Linked DNA regions of Mus musculus: region 2 is linked to region 1. The links are chromatin contacts, called in public ChIA-PET maps. All regions are on one chromosome and are shown on one strand. The core of a region is the stretch at or near the end of the contact, and the rest is flanking DNA. Distances in the headings are between cores, read along the strand shown. Region 1 holds the start of Gpn1 (GPN-loop GTPase 1). Region 2 holds the start of Ppm1g (protein phosphatase 1G (formerly 2C), magnesium-dependent, gamma isoform).

Region 1 (3,607 bases), core at 1,025-3,524:
GTGAGTTCAAGACTGGCCTAATCTAGAGCAATTCCAAGACAGTCAGGACCACACAGAGAGACCTTGTCTCAAACAAAGAAAAGGTTAGGCCAAAAGCTCTTAGCTATGATAGATACTGTCTAGAACAACATTACAGGTTTTGGACAATTTCAGTGGCAGTGGGCATATGCACAGGAATACCAACATACAAAAACAAAATAAGCAAAGACTTCTTACTAGTGGCTGCATGGTAATGACGGCAATTCACAGACATCGGAACTATAAGCCTGTCTACTAAGAACGACTACAACCTACCCCCCAGGGGTTGGAGATGCTCAGTGATTAAGAGCACTTGAAGCTCTTGTAGAGGACCCAGATTCAGTTCCCAGCACTCACAGGGCAGCTCACAACTCTCTGTAGATCCAGTTCCAGGGGTCCTGGTGCCCTCTTCTGGCCTCTGCAGGAACCAGACACACACAGACGCAGACACGCATGTGGCAAAACACCCATACACATTAAATAAAAATGAATAAAAACAAACCTACCCACCAGTCTGTAAATTAATAATATCACATATTTATCCTCTAGTTTAAATAGAAAATTTGTTGCCCTATAATCCCAAAATGATCAATGATTTTTGTTGTTGTTGTTGTTTGTTCTTGTTTCTCTGTGTAGCCCTGGCAGTCTTAGAACTGATCTGCCTGTGTCTTCCTCCTGAGTGCTAGGATTAAAGGCGTGAGCCATCACCGCCTGACCTAACCTATGATTCTCAAAACAAGATTCCCTACCCAATTTGTGTATTTGGGGTAAGAAAGCTTCATACCCTAGCCCTGACAGTTAAGGCCTAGGAGTCAGGAAGCCTGGACATCCAAGAGCCCTGTTAGTGGATCACAGACACTTTGATAACAAATCTACCCCCACGCCCACCTTTTCTTTTCCAAACGAGGTCTGGCTATGCAAGTCGGACTGACTCTGAACTCTAAATATTCTGCCTCAGGCTCCCTTGGATCACACCAATACTTAAATCTTTTTGATAGTCTCAATCAGAAAGCTCTCCTCAGAACAGTGCATATTCTTACACACACACCCCACACACACAACTTTGGAAATGGAAGGAACCTGCCTATAAAGTGAATTACAGCAAATCTTATAAACTCTGACAAAAGAAACCAAAGGATTCACGTGTCAGGTGACAGCCCGACCTAATGTCATGTCTCATTCTCAAACCAATTCAACGGTTTCACACACCGAGGGCATGAGAGAGAGGTGAGCGGGGATAGTGCATAAGAGGGATAAATCTGCATAAGCAAGAAGCCTGTTCCGGAACTCAGGCAAATCCACAGAAAAGAAAAGTACATAGTTAGCTAGCTTAGAAAGAAAAGACAAGAAAAGGAAATCAAGCAAGCAGGCAGGCAGGCACTCACCAATATTGGCGGGAAAGGGGACTTCATGCACAGCTGGGTCCAGGTTGATTACATACGGTGGACAGCCTTTGTTGTGCAGGTGTCCTGTGAGCCTCTGCAAAAACAAGGAGCCAGGGTTGGAGGGTGATGACCAAAGGATAGGAACGGGCCCCGAGAATTCCCATCCCTTTACTGACCATGCTTATAAAATCTGTAACAATCTCCTTCTTCCCTCAGCGTGTTCAACACTGAAGAGTTTAAAAAGCCATCTAGTTCCAGTACCTGTCTCCCTATTCTCCGTCACGGCTTCGCTAACTCTGCCCCTCCAAGGGTTTTCTTCCTCTGTCTCCTCCACTAAAACACTCACTCCGTGAAAGCAAGAACCCTGTCGATCTCATTGCCGCTGTACTCTCAGAGCTTAGAACGTGGTAGGTCGAACGAAGTGATTCTTTCACAACTCTTCACGCAAACCAGAGTAGTAGACGTTACACTCCCCTACTCTTTAGGCCCGGGCCTTCGGAAAGCTGCCAATTCGCAGCAAGACAAGTTCAGCTGTACCAAGTGTGCATTAAGGTTGCCCAGGAGCCGGCCTCAAGTGACCCAGGCTAGGGTTCGAGGCTTCGGGAAGGAAAGGAGTCAGAGGACAGCTCGAGAAAACCACGCGCCCGGACCCGCAGATTCCCCAGACAACTTCCTCCCTTCTTCCCGGGCCTGAGGCGCCACTACCGCTTCTGCACGGTGCACGTCACCTGTACAAAGGTAGTTTTCCCGGATCCCGCCATTCCCAACACCAACAGACACACGGGGGGCTGAGGAGCCCGGGAAGCCTGGGGTTCGGATGGAGCCACGGGCGCCGCCATCTTTCCTCAGCCACGCCCACCACTCAGGGATCGCCCGGCGGCCTGCGGGCTCTCTGAATTCCGGGCTGCGATTGGTAGGAAAATCCGTCCTCTTGCGTACAGGGCTACGATTGGTCGAACGATCCGGCCTCTCTGAGTTTAGGGTTGCGATTGGCCAGACTATCCAAACCGCTCGAACCTACTGCAGTGGGTGCCTGACCGGCTTTTGGCATCTGACTTGCAGGGGTCACTTTGATGCTATAGTGGCTTTGCACAAGTGAGGGGTAGTGTAGGGAACCAGGAAGGGTTGACAGGAGTGAGATAGGACCCGGAAAGGGTTAAGCTCGTGTCCCCAAGGGAGTAATGAGGTGGGATTCCCAAGCCAGGATCTGTCAGGATCCTATAACAAAGGTGTTGCTCTACCTTTTATTTTATTGTCTAAGAAGAAGAAGAAAAAAATTAAACGTCATTATGTTCTAGAAAATATTAGGTAAAAATTAGCGTAACACTTGAAAGATAGCATGAATACTGTACTTTAACAGAGGAAGATACATTTTCTGGCAATCATTGCCTAATGCAAAGGGGACTAAAGAACCTTACAGCGTTTGTGGCTGAAGTGTGGCTGAATAATTAATACCGGAAGATATGGGTAGAGGAAGGGAGACGAACCTCATGAGGGAAAGCCCTGTATGACAGAGACTGTGACCAATGTCTTATTTGCTCATCTGTATGGCTATTTGTCCAAGGGAAGAAGAAAAGATGGTGAACCAAAGGCTCAAGGGAACCAGAAAACTCCTAAAAAGTCCCCTTTAAGAGTGAGGTAAAGGGCTAGGAGTCAAGGGTGGCCCTGGGTTTTGTTGACATTCTTGGAAAGTGGATAAAACTCTTTTTTTTTTTTTTAAGATTTATTTATTTATTATATGTAAGTACACTGTAGCTGTCTTCCGACACTCCAGAAGAGGGAGTCAGATCTCATTATGGGTGGTTGTGAGCCACCATGTGGTTGCTGGGATTTGAACTCCGGACTTTCGGAAGAGTAGTCGGGTGCTTTTACCCGCTGAGCCATCTCACCAGCCCCCGTGGATAAAACTCTTAAAGAACAAAAAGTTTGTATATATCTATACATAGATATCTCATTTTATTATGACATGTGCAGGCTGTGGAGAGGGCTCAGTTAGTAAGGTGCTTGCTGCACAAACTTAAGGGCCAGAATTCAGACCCCTGCCCTCACATAAAAGCCCAGGCATTGTGGATTGTGCCTATAATCCCAGTGCTAGGGAGCTAGAGATGGGAGAATCCCTGGAGCTCAGTGGCCAGCTAGCTTAGCCAAATTAATGAGCTCCAGGATCAGTGAGCAACGTACCATACCAAATGGATAGTGATTCT
Region 2 (3,927 bases), core at 600-3,099, 270 kb after region 1:
GGGATCCAAACTTCTGCAGGGGATAGGGAGATCCTGAAGCAGCCTGGAGAAGTTCCCACCAAGTAAGGTGGGTGGAGAGTTGTATTTGGTGGGTGAAAGCAAGCCTTGGGGGGCACAAGAAGGCTGACTGATGAACTGAGTTATTACGGAAATACAGAAGGTTGTGGAGAGGACCAATTTTAGTGATTTCTGATAATTAAGAAATTTGAGCTGGAGATGGCTCAGCAGTTAAGAGCACTAACTGCTCTTCCAGAGGTTCTGAGTTCAATACCCAGCAACCACATGGAGGCTCACAACCATCTGTAAAGAGATCGGATGCCCTTTTCTGGTGTGTCTGAAGACTGCGACAGTGTACTCATATAAAGTATACATACAAAATACATATAAAAATAAATCTTTAAAAAATATTGGACAGAAGAACTGTAATTCTGGGATTTGCTTATGAGTTGAGGGTCTAATTCTATAGCCCAAGTTGTCCTGAAACCTGGGATTTGTGATCTTGCCTCAGCCTCTTAAGTGCTGGAATTACTGGCAATGAGCTATAATGCTGGGCTTAGTTTTTTGTTATTTATTTAAAATTTATGCATGTGTGTTTTGCCTGCATGTATTATGTCTGTGCACCACTTGGACGCCTAGTGCCAGAAGAGGGCGTCTGGTTCCTTGGAACCAGAGTTATAGACAGCCATGTTGGTGCTGGAATTGAACCCCGCTAATGTGGAAGAGCTACCAGTGTTCTTAACCTCTGAGCCAGCTCTCTAGTCCCCAGTTCTTTCCAATGAGTTGATTTTCTTTTACTTTCAGGAAATTACTCCTTTCCGTTATATATAATCCATATAATGAAAAGAACCTGCTGGATTGTCCCTCCAACCCTAACTACCCGTGGCCAGCACCCCAGTCCTTAGTTCATCACGTTCAGATTAAGAGCATTCTAACCAGTTACAGTACCCGCCAGACTCTTCCTCTGGTGTCCAGTGCACACAGAATTAGACTAACAAACGCAAAACAGGCACCACCACAATGACGACCACATTACCCATCTTGATGCTAGGCCATCCATCCATCGCTAGATCTGTTCCTACTTAGAATCGCTCTCCACAAAGAGGCCAGCCAGCTTCCTCAATAAGCCAGCCCAATGTAGTTTACACTTTCCTCAGTCCTCCAGCCTTGTATCCGTATTCCCTTCTCCCGTGGCTAAACGCCACCCTCAGGCACCTTCTCCGAGGGTCTTAAATCTACATTGGCGATAAGCAGCTCGTTCCCGCCTCTTTGCTCTCGCCTCACCCAGCACTGCACCAAACAGTTTCTACCCTGTATTAATTCGAATTTTTCCACAGACCTAGGTCTCCGTTTTCCTTTGTCAGTACAGGCCTCACAGAGCCTGGCCAAAGACCGCGGAAGCGCAGTACAAACGCTAGTCAACTTTAATTGAACCGAATCCGGCGGGGTTTGTCGGAATCTGAGGGCGTGGAGGGAGAGAGGGAGGGACAGGGCTGACAAAACCGCAGAACGCAACTGGAAGCCCCAGGTCCCACACAATAGAGACTTCAGGCAAAAACTGCTGAGACCAGAGCCCCGTGCTAAAGCACGGTCAGCGTGGAGATGGCCGCACATCGCCATGGCTCCCTCCAGCCCCAGCCGTTGGTGGGCGTGGCAACCAGTCTCGCGGGAGCGGCGGTTGGGCGGGCCGTTGTCCCCGAGGGCGGGGCGAGTTGCTAAGGAAATGACCGCCCGCAGCGGCTCACCGCGCCAGTAGGGCGGGGCCTGGAGCAGCGCGGTTTCCGCTTCCGCCCTCTCCCCGCTCCTGTCCCGTTACCGCCTCCTAGCCGGCCTCGCGCCTTTCGCCGGCACCTTGCGTCGACTGCGCAGCCGGGCCCGCTCCTTGCCACGCGCGCCCCCAGGGGCCCCGGCTCCGGCGCCGGCAAGGGTCGCGTCCCGCTTACCTGTTCCTCAGGTAGCCAGCCATCCGCCGCCATGGGTGCCTACCTCTCTCAGCCCAACACGGTGAAGTGCTCCGGGGACGGGGTTGGCGCCCCGCGGCTCCCGCTGCCCTACGGCTTCTCCGCCATGCAAGGCTGGCGCGTCTCCATGGAGGTGAGACAGGGCCCCAGCGGCTGGCCACTGCATGGCAGGAACCTGACAGAGAAAGGGAGCGAGGGGGATGGGGTTCTCCTCAAGCAGGGGTCCCTGACGAGAGCCTGCAGCCACGGTGCGGGAGGCGGCGGCGAGCGCGGGATCCGGGCGGAGAGGGAGCGGCTAGAGCTTGGGGACCGCGGCCTGATGGCTAGTGGCTGCGGGAGCCCTGCCATGTGAGAAGAGGCACCTTCCGCCTACTGGCCGCCGTCTCTCCGTACCTTCGCGCCATCCTCTGGTGCCAGCCCAGCCCTCCAGCTTTTCCAGCGGCATGGGGTTGTCAGAGGGAAGAGGGAAGACTCGTTATTTGTTCGCTTATTGGTCGAATAGATGTGAATGACTGGTTCGTTTTTATTCTTGAAATATGTAATGTGGCAGGCCTCTTGGGGCTACAAACTTGATGGCGAAAAGGAGCCCGGGTAATAATGTGCTTTCCATTCTTAACCCTCAGTTGCTTTTAGCCTTAGACACCTCATGTTAATTTCAGAAGCCCCGCTTGACCTTCGAGAATTGTCACTCGTTCGTATTCTTTTCGAAATCTTTTATGATCTTTAGGAAAGGAATCGTGTCTGTCACTAGGCTTGCTTTTATTTTTTATTTTTTGAAATATGCTTGTAATTTTTTTTCTTACTCGATTTCTTTAAAACTTACTGAGTTGTCATTTTCCTCTGCATATAATTTAGTATACTCGATTTTCAGTCTTGTCATCAATCCTTTTTTGTCACCATCTACGAATAACTTTTAAAAAGAAAAGAAAAGTCCACTTTGGATGAAAGGGAAAGCAATCATTTGGATTGACAGTGTTGAGCAAATGGATGTGAAACTACAATGAACAGGGAATAGGTGTCTTTGAGCAATTTTGTGTGAAGTCTAAGGGACTAGTGAAAAGTTCTAATTATGTCTGGAATCGAGGGTTTATCCAGTTAGTAGGTGGGCTACAGGTAACAGCCAAATAGTTTCCCTTGGTGTTTTTTTTTTTTTTTTTTTTTTTTTTTTCTCTCAAATTCCCTCGCTCCTCCCTGTGGTTAGCTCTGGAATGACAGTGTGAACCTAAATGGTTTGTTCTCAGACTCAAAAGCTATTTTCACCAGCTTTTGATTATGGCTCTAGCATTATCTAGATCCAGCAGAATCTAGATAAATAATTTCAGCAAGGAGAGGGTCCTATTCATTTGGCTCAGTGCCCACATTTAATGGCTTGGAAATTGAGGCCTAGAAAGATTAGGGTACTTGTACCTTGATACAAAGAATTGTATTAAGGTGTTCAAGACAATAGGAGCTGTTCTTATATAGGTGTCAAGATGAAGCACAGCTTTCATATTTCTCAGTGGCATGCTGTAGTAATGACTGGGTAAAGTTAGAGATACCTGGGTATAGTATAGCTTCAGAAGGAAAGCCTTGGGGGTGGCTAAGTGCAACTTGCTGTTCTTACAGGGGACCAGAGTGTGATTCTCAGTGCCCACCCATGTCAAGGAGGTTCCAACAACCTGTGGTTCAAAAAAAAAAAAAAAAAAAAAAAAAGCCGGGCGTGGTGGTGCACACCTTTAATCCCAGCACTTGGGAGGCAGAGGCAGGCGGATTTCTGAGTTCGAGGCCAGCCTGGTCTACAGAGTGAGTTCCAGGACAGCCAAGTTCGAGGCCAGCCTGGTCTACAGAGTGAGTTCCAGGACAGCCAAGGCTACAGAGAAACCCTGTCTCGGAAGAAAAAAAAAAAAAACCCGTGGTTGAATCCGGTGCCCTCTTCTGGCCTCTGCTGATAACTAGTTCTTTCAAGTGCAGTGGGGGTTGGGGAGGGTGG

What was found. ChIA-PET counts read pairs in DNA pulled down with a chosen protein or histone mark.
Region 2: a contact with region 1 is called in an RNA polymerase II ChIA-PET map of effector CD8 T cells, with 44 read pairs. The contact joins the promoter of Ppm1g here to the promoter of Gpn1 in region 1. A contact is called at or near these places in 11 of 39 promoter capture datasets (the 3T3-L1 cell line, cranial neural crest, embryonic stem cells and 5 more), 1 of 484 Hi-C or Micro-C datasets (Sertoli cells), 6 of 115 datasets of contacts at active chromatin or transcription factors (the 230-238 cell line, the SCID.adh cell line, bone marrow-derived macrophages and 2 more) and 2 of 9 other capture datasets (adipose tissue and liver).

The regions. Positions count from the first base shown.
Region 1 is chr5:31,493,408-31,497,014 of GRCm38.p6, reverse strand. It overlaps Gpn1 (GPN-loop GTPase 1), which reads right to left and starts at 2,274. Exons shown (of 14, transcript NM_133756.5): 1 at 2,132-2,274; 2 at 1,404-1,497. The coding sequence starts at 2,242.
Region 2 is chr5:31,218,467-31,222,393 of GRCm38.p6, reverse strand. It overlaps Ppm1g (protein phosphatase 1G (formerly 2C), magnesium-dependent, gamma isoform), which reads left to right and starts at 1,849. Exons shown (of 10, transcript NM_008014.3): 1 at 1,849-2,091. The coding sequence starts at 1,972.